2 separate regions of the Xenopus laevis genome follow, and region 1 is linked to region 2. A link is a contact called in public Hi-C data. All regions are on one chromosome and are shown on one strand. The core of a region is the stretch at or near the end of the contact, and the rest is flanking DNA. Distances in the headings are between cores, read along the strand shown. Region 1 overlaps dnah14.L (dynein heavy chain 14, axonemal). Region 2 holds the start of cnih3.L (protein cornichon homolog 3).

The links. Hi-C and Micro-C count contacts between places; a contact is called where the count stands out from the background.
Region 1: a Hi-C map of the XL177 cell line shows a contact between it and region 2, with 2.6 times the contacts expected there. The contact joins the enhancer-like site here to the promoter of cnih3.L in region 2. A contact is called at or near these places in 2 of 4 Hi-C or Micro-C datasets (the XL177 cell line and the XTC cell line).

Annotation. Positions count from the first base shown.
Region 1 is chr5L:17,504,352-17,508,520 of Xenopus_laevis_v10.1, reverse strand. It overlaps dnah14.L (dynein heavy chain 14, axonemal), which reads right to left. Exons shown (of 86, transcript XM_018262651.2): 46 at 2,862-2,994; 47 at 1,346-1,422; 48 at 805-992. Among protein-coding and RNA genes, the nearest start is that of lbr.L, 90 kb to the left of the region's middle. Within about 2 kb of position 2,375, at least 1 of the 7 cell types and tissues checked has an H3K27ac peak or open chromatin away from gene starts, as enhancers often do.
Region 2 is chr5L:17,374,770-17,378,743 of Xenopus_laevis_v10.1, reverse strand. It overlaps cnih3.L (protein cornichon homolog 3), which reads right to left and starts at 2,606. Exons shown (of 6, transcript XM_018262649.2): 1 at 955-2,606. The coding sequence starts at 1,035.

The sequences.
Region 1 (4,169 bases), core at 1,126-3,625, 130 kb before region 2:
CTATAGTTTTCCTTTAAGTCTACTATAAAATCATGTAAATATTTAAAAAAACCAGTAGGCTGGTTTTGCTTCCAATTTGGATTATTTCGATAAAATTGGGTCTATGGGAGATGGCCTTTCTGTAATTCAGAGCTTTCTGTATAATGGGTTTCTGGATAATGGATGCCATACCTGTGCTACAAATAGTATCACTAGGAATATGATTCTAATGAGAACTGGGTACATAAAATAACTTCCCTCTCTTTCCTAGGCTATCATCAAAATGTCAATTAGCCTTGTGTTTGAAATGGTCCTGAAAATTGCATCCTTTGAAGTAATTGCCTTATAAAATCCATGTTCTGTTATTGTGCTTTCACTTTTAATAAAAAAAAAGAACTGAAAGCATCCAGGTATCTACTGAGCAAGTTTATAGAATGCCATTGGGCAAGAACTAGATTGTCCCATTTATGCAGTCCCCAGTTTTTGGCCTAGGGGCCAAATATTAGATCAGCCTGATTTGGGGCAGCATGTATGTTGCCAAAAGGGTGGATCTCTACCGATATGCCAAGTGTTACTTAGATACAGCCAATCACATTAAACCTATTGAATCCTTTAGCAATGTGAGTCAACCCATGCCCTACCAACTTTGATGCACAGTACAGTAACTCATTACATACCCCCTATTAGTTACATCAGCCCTATGTATCCTTGGCTTTTTGACAAATCATAGATGAGTTTTTACCATTTTTATTAGCATTTTACTGAGTGACTAGCAAGTGCACTAAATGAATCATTTCCCACACCCGGACATAATGTTTCCCTTACCTTTTTGTGTTTAGGAGCTCCTAGTGTACCCCGACTTTTTTTCATTAAATTATTCTGAATTTGGGCCTGAAGTCTGGCAGACGTTGTATGGGCTCCTAATTGCACTGTTGAAACAATTAGCTGGCTTGTTCTTAGGTACCCTTGTTCCCTGGCAGATATCCAGCCCTCAGCTCCAATCAGCGACCCATCTAAGCCAAAAGAGGAATAAATATAGTGATAAAGTGTTTGGTTCTTTCTATATATTCTATAGAGGTATGTGTGATTCTGTAACAGATTTGTACACATAGTACATTTGCAACATGAATATACATTAAGTATTATGAGTGCCCCTACCATATGCATAGCTGACAAAATGCAAGATTCCATTTCAGATATTAAAATGCTGCTTATGAAGGAATACAATTGTAGAGAACCCTTTTTAACACAACTAACTGGCACTTAGGGCCGCAGCAAACTAGTTGTACAAACCCTGTTCCCTTATAAAAGTATTTATGTATGAACGTATGTATCATAAATGATTATAGAAGAGCTGGCGTCGTACCAAAGTCTTCGGCAGTCCCAGACAAGCTGTCGTCCCTTACTGATCCAGCTGTTAGAGAGTTTATGCTGTGCATGAGACTGAAAGGAAAATGAGAGGTGAAAATTGGTTTGGTGTAGCTGTAGGGGTGGCAATCACTGAGTCATACACAGCATGGAGAGGAAGGCCAACCTAGCAATGTAAAATGGATGTGGCCCCATTTAAAGGGCAACTAAAATCTAAAATAGAATAAGGCTAGAAATGCTGTATTTTGTATACTAAACATAAACATGAACTTACTGCACCACAAGCCTAATCAACAAATAACTAATGATTTATGCTTTCAAAATTGGCCACAGGGGGTCACCATCTTGTAACTTTATTAAACATCTTTGCAAGAACAAGACTGTGCACATGCTCATTGTGGTCTGGGCTGCTTAGCGATCACCATACATTATCTAAAAAGCACAAGTCAAATAATATCTGCCAGAAGCCGATACAGCAAGACTGATTAATAATCAGAATATACAGACGGCACTGGGTCCTGTGTTGTCATGTAATCTAATGTGGATTTTATAGTTTTTGTATTGTTTTATACAAACTTTCTCCAACTCTGCAGAACCAGTGGCTGCAGCAAAATAATCTTTCAAATAGAATCCCAGTTTATCTGTTGGAACAGTAAAGGGGATATAAAGTCAAAAAATAAAATCCAATACAAATCTCTACACAGTTGCCGACAGCTCTACAGGCAAACAAACAAAGCTGCTTGAGTTCTGCATGGCGAGGGCTCCCCCTGCTGTTCATAAGTATGATTGTTTTCCTGCAGAGCAGTTATGAACTGTCTGACAATTCCTATCCACAGCAGTAAATGAAGGGAGAATTTCACTGCATACAGTCAGGTTTCTAATGAAAACGATACACATTTTTTTAATTAAAGTATATTGGAGATAGGTTTCTTTTTCATTAAAAAAAGTAAAAAAGGGATTTTATTTTTTTGCCTTTACATGCCCTTTAAAGGCAGAAATATCAGTTCTGTATCTTTATTACCTTCCTTTCTTGTTACTAACACTGGTATCTAGTATGATTTTGCTGGTCAACCTGGTACTATACCAACCAGGATGGGCACCTAAACCAAATGTTATCTTTCAATCCCAGGGCTATCTCTCCTCTACTGCGATCCTCTCGACTAGCAGGGCAGCCACGAGTAAAGAGACAGAGAATAGCAAATTATTATAAACGTTACAAGCTATAGCCTATAAAAATCCCTTATCTTTCCCGTTACCAATCTACTGTTCATGGAAGCATTAAAAATCCCTGCTGTCATTTTATCTCCCTAATATATTCCTCACATAGAGAATATTGCAGAGAAATCAATCATACGCCTCTAGCCCTGTTAAGTACATGCAGTGGTTATACAAAACCACTCAGATTGGAATCATAAATGCATCTCATTACTGTGTAATCGCAATTGCAAAAAGCAACATTGAATACATTGACAGAGCCTGGGAAGTGCTTATGCTGAACTGCCAGCAAGCAATACCTTATTTTTCTAGATTCATTGAATAAAAATACATCTCCGAGTACAGTGCCGGCATTTCCTGCAAGGCCACCAGGCTTCCGGATCCTCTGGAACATGTTCTGGATTAGTGCAGATTTCCCAACACCAGATTCTCCTGTGGGGGGAAAATAGAAATGATCAAGACTAGGGAATGACAATTTGCATTCCTACAAGCCAACTGAGAGAATGTAAAATGATAATAGGAAGTCCAAATAAAATGATAAAATGAATGAAGAGAAAACTAGACCCCAAAGCTTCCTGGTGTACTCCAGAAACTCCGTCCGAAATTGACTGCATGAAACTTCTGGTTTATAATGCCCCATAAAATGTAGGGTCTAGGATTTGCACCTTTCCCTATGAAAGTAATGTCTATCATTATTTTAGTCTTGGAGGTTTAGAAGCCGAAGTCTAGAGGTGTCTGATCTACATACCTGTCTTTAGTGCTAAAAATGTAGAGAACTACTACAACTGGGAGAATGCAAAATTATAATTTTGACTGTAAGCCCTACGGGGTAGGGTCCTCTAGCCTTTTGTTTCCTTGACACTGAGCACTTAATATGCATTGTAATTATATTTTATATTTTTGTGAATTGTATTCTAATAATGCACTTATTGTTACTTTTTATTCCAATGACCCCTTGTTTGTTACTACTATTTTATTGTTTTGTTGTACAGTGCTTTGCCCTCAAGGAGCGCTTTACAAATAAAAATATACATACATACATACATAATAGAAAGTCCAAATGAAATGAGAAAAAGATTGAAGAGAGCACTAGACCCCAAGGCTTCCTGGTGGGTCCCAGAAACTCAGTCCGAAATTGACTGCATGAAACTTCTGGTTTATATTGCCCCATCAAATGTAGGGTCTAGGATTTGCACCTTTCCCCATGAAATATTAGGCTTGGGGTTTAGGAGCAAAAGTCTAGAGTTTTCTGATCTACATATCTTTGCTGAAAATGAAGAGAACTACTATGAGACACAAAGCAGCTGCAGGAAGGAAACGATAGCAGGCAAAACAAAAAGTGGCAATCACAGGGCAAGATGGATTTGTGTGTTTGGCAGTGGTCCATGCTTGCCTGCACCCAATCCAATTTAAATATACATCTTTCAGCCTGATCTCTTTGGTTTCAGGTCAATCCATACATAACTACGTCATCTGAAAGTTGTATGGGGAACTGTGCTTCAACAACAACTGTCCGATTTCTTATAAATAATAGTCTAGTCTAGAAGCAATACGCACAGTTTTTATCATTTTAATAGGAAGAATTCAATATATTTTTCCCCTAAATG
Region 2 (3,974 bases), core at 1,357-3,856:
CTTACTTCTGGCAAAAATGTCATTGGAATTCTGGGGGCATAATCTGCATTTTAAAAAAAAATCATTTAGATCTAGGTCTGGAAATGGCGCTTTAGATCATGTGCTGCATTCACCCTTTTCTCTTTCGTCTACTCTACTTTACTTCTTCCGGTCTGCCATGAAACCAACTACTGACATGCTAAGCTCAGCAACTGTAGCAACCATAAATAATGAACAGTTAAAAAAGACCAACTGCAAATGTGTTTGATTCAGAAATGATCATAAGTGTCAATGGATGAGGGTTAAAAGCCATTGCATGGGAGCTGTGGTTGAATAACAGTGAAAGGCTTCAGATTGGACATAAACTGTTAGGACTGGAGCACTGCTCCTGAAAAGTGATGGATTTGGGGAATCCATTACAATTTCTATTTTTACTGCATTCTAGTTGTGCTTTGTGTGGCCCCTGCTTGCTCTTACCTAAAGACAGTTCTTAAAAAGTGTATAAAAAAGGGGGAAATAAGGAATGCAGCAAAGTCTCACTGTATATCACAACCAGTTATGTGCCACTTGTTGCAATGCAAAGTCTTCAGTGTCAAGAGCTTGTACTGCCATTTACATGGAATTAGTACAAAGCTGTCCAACCGTGATACTTAATTGTGTGTAGAACTGCAATTCCCATGATTCATAACCCCTTCTTGCTTATTCCTACTCACACACTGCCTGAAACAGAATGATACTCAGTTAATGCCAGTGTCCCCAAAAAAACTCCTGCATCCTCCTACCACATATCCCCAGTAATAGAACAATGCCAATCTGATATCAGAACCCCCAAATTGTACTCATATACCATCAATATCTGTATTAATTTAATGCCAAAGATACCAAGCCACATCCAATTTTACTTACCAGGAACTGCATATTGGGCATCAGGAACCATTGCCCTCTAAATCCCTCTCTTTGCCCCTTTATACTTACATGCCATATTGCGAAGAAGATGAGAGCCGCACAAAGCACAAGGGACAGCATGTAGCAGAAGGCAGCAAATGTAAAAGCCATGACAATCCCAAATGTAGTACAGTAGATCCAAGCAAGGAGCGAATAAGTCAGTTGTGTCTATTAGCTGGGGTATATGTGTAGATCATCTTGGATTCTCCAGTTTTGTCCCCCCAGGACTTCACTCACTGTTATGCTCATTGTAAGGGTGGGGAGGTCACTTCTGTGCCTGGAAGCTGTGAGATAGACCTTTCCATGAGGGCACCTCAGTCTTCAGCTCCCTGCTTTACCACCACTCAAGAGAGAGGAGATGTCAATATCCTTATGTGTTGCTTATCCCTACCAATGGGATCTTCAGTTCAGATGACATGCCCACATGATTTATTGGTGGGGGCAAGAGAGAAGCTGACATTGACTGGACAGATGCCTTATTACCTGCTATGACTTGTGAAGCTCCAGGACAACCAGCTTTTGTACACAGTAACACAGACGGCTCATTTACACTTGAACAGCTCCAGGTCACCTTACTTGAAAAAAAACACCCCTTCTTTGAGTTCCCAGACTGAAGACCCCTAAGCTCACGATGATTAGGAAAGATTCAGGGCAGTATTGTGGTCAGTATGGGTGCTGGTCACAGATACTAGTTCCTAGGTAGGTTACTGATGGACTTGATATTTCTTGAACACATTGTAGTTCCTTGATGGGGCAAATGAGTCAGATTTGGTAGCTTCTGGGCTGGACATGGTACTCATTAGATTTGGTAGCTCCTGGACTGGACATGGCACTAATAAGATTTGGTAGCTGGACTGGACATGGCACTCCTCAGATGTGGTAGCTCCTAGGCTGGACATGGCACTCTTGAGATTTGGTAGCTCTTGGACTGGACATAGCACTCATCAGATTTGGTAGCTGGACTGGACATGGCACTCATGAGATTTGGTAGCTCCTGTGTTGGACATGGAACTCCTGAGATTTTGTAGCTCCTGAGCTGGACATGGCACTTGTTAGATTTTGTAACTCCTGGACAGGGGACTGATAATCCTCATAGTTCCTGGGCAGAGCAGTCACAAGACTATGTGGTTTTGGACAGATTATTCATAACATTTGAACGTAGTAGGGATCAAACTTGGAAGTTCCTTTGGAAAGGAGTTATTAGGTTTGGCTTTTCCATCGATTAGGCTCCATACATCCCAGGCAAGGTTCTGATTAAGTTGTCCATTTCCAGGGAGAGGTATTGATTAGCTTCAGAGTAGACAGCTCTTTTACATTCATGTAGTTCCAATACAGCAGAGTAGAACCCCAGGGCTGAGTATCGGGGTCGGCTGTGAACAGGAGAGAATGAAGCGCAGCCTGGAAGTTGGGAGATCCACAGCCTTTTACTCGCACAAGCTGACTGGGAGGGGAGGGAGCTGTCCGCTCGCTGCTGGTGCTGAATCTCCGCAGATACTCTCAGAACAAGCTGATAGCGCTACTGTTTGCGCCGAGCGCACTGCCAGTACAGCACAGTCTGCCAGTTCTACATCCCAAAACAGTATCCCACTGTCACTGTGCATGTTATCAGCAGAGCAAGGGAAGTGTTTATTTATTGGCTAAAGCACAGCGCCGGGTACAGTCAGTTCATGTTGCTCTTAGCGCTAATTGATGCTGCAATATTTTAGGAGATGCATTCACCCTCCCCCCTCCCCCATACACCCACAGGTGAGTGAAAGAGAAACGAGACCAGTCTCTTTGTTGTGATGAGCTTCACCCAAACAATAATACAGATCAAGCATGCAAAGGGTTAACACACTTACCCCCCCACACACACACGTGTGATTTGGATCCCTGTAAAAATAAAGGGAAAGGAGCAAGTCATTTCAATCTGATGTATTATGTGCGAGTGTTGCTTTCTGGGATATTTGTTGGTGTAGGATTTAATGTATTATACAATTCATTGGCAAATAATATTTCTTAAATATCTTTTCTCGGTTTCATTTAAAGGGGAGATAAAATGACTTGTGTAGGTGAGTATAAGGAAAACAATTCTAACAGCGCCTTGTTGGGGACTCGTATGGATTCAGAAGAAATTCTGATATTCAACTTTCCTTCTTTTTAAAGGCATATTTGTTATCAGTTTCCTCTGTGATGGAAGCCCCCCCCCCCTGACCTGTACACTAACCATGTCTGTATGTGATCTTAGACAATTAAAGGAATAGTAACACCAACAAAAAGTGTATTAAAGGAAATGACAATATAGTGCACTGTTGCTCTGCACTGGTAAAACTGGTTTGTTTGCTCAGAAACACTACTATAGTTTATATAAACAAGCTGCTGTGTAGCCAAGGGGCAGCCATTCAAGCACAGGATACACAGTAGATAACAGATAAGTACTACTATAGTTTATATAAACAAGCTGCTGTGTAGCTATAGGGGCAGCCATTCAAGCACAGGATACACAGTAGATAACAGATAAGTACTACTATAGTTTATATAAACAAGCTGCTGTGTAGCCATGGGGGCAGCCATTCAAGCACAGGATACACAGTAGATAACAGATAAGTACTACTATAGTTTATATAAAAAAAGCTGCTGTGTAGCCATGGGGGTAACCATTCAAGCACAGGATATACTGTAGATAACAGATTAGTACTACTATAGTTTATATAAACAAGCTGCTGTGTAGCCATGGGGGCAGCCATTCAAGCACAGGCTACCAATAGATAACTGATACATTCTGTATAATCCCATAGTATACTATAGATCTTATCTGTTATCTGCTGTGTATCCTGCAGATTCTCCTTTTTACAGCTTAAAAGGCTGCCCCCATAGCTACACATCAGTTTGCCTATATTAACTATAATCATGTTTCTGAAGCAAATACAGCGCTGTACCAGTGCAGAGCAACAGTACGTTATATGTTCTTTACTTTAAAACACTTTCATTTTTTGGTGTTATTGTTCTTTTAACCAAATGAGAGAAAAATGCCATTTTAAGCTATGTTTAATGGTTTGTAAATTTAATTG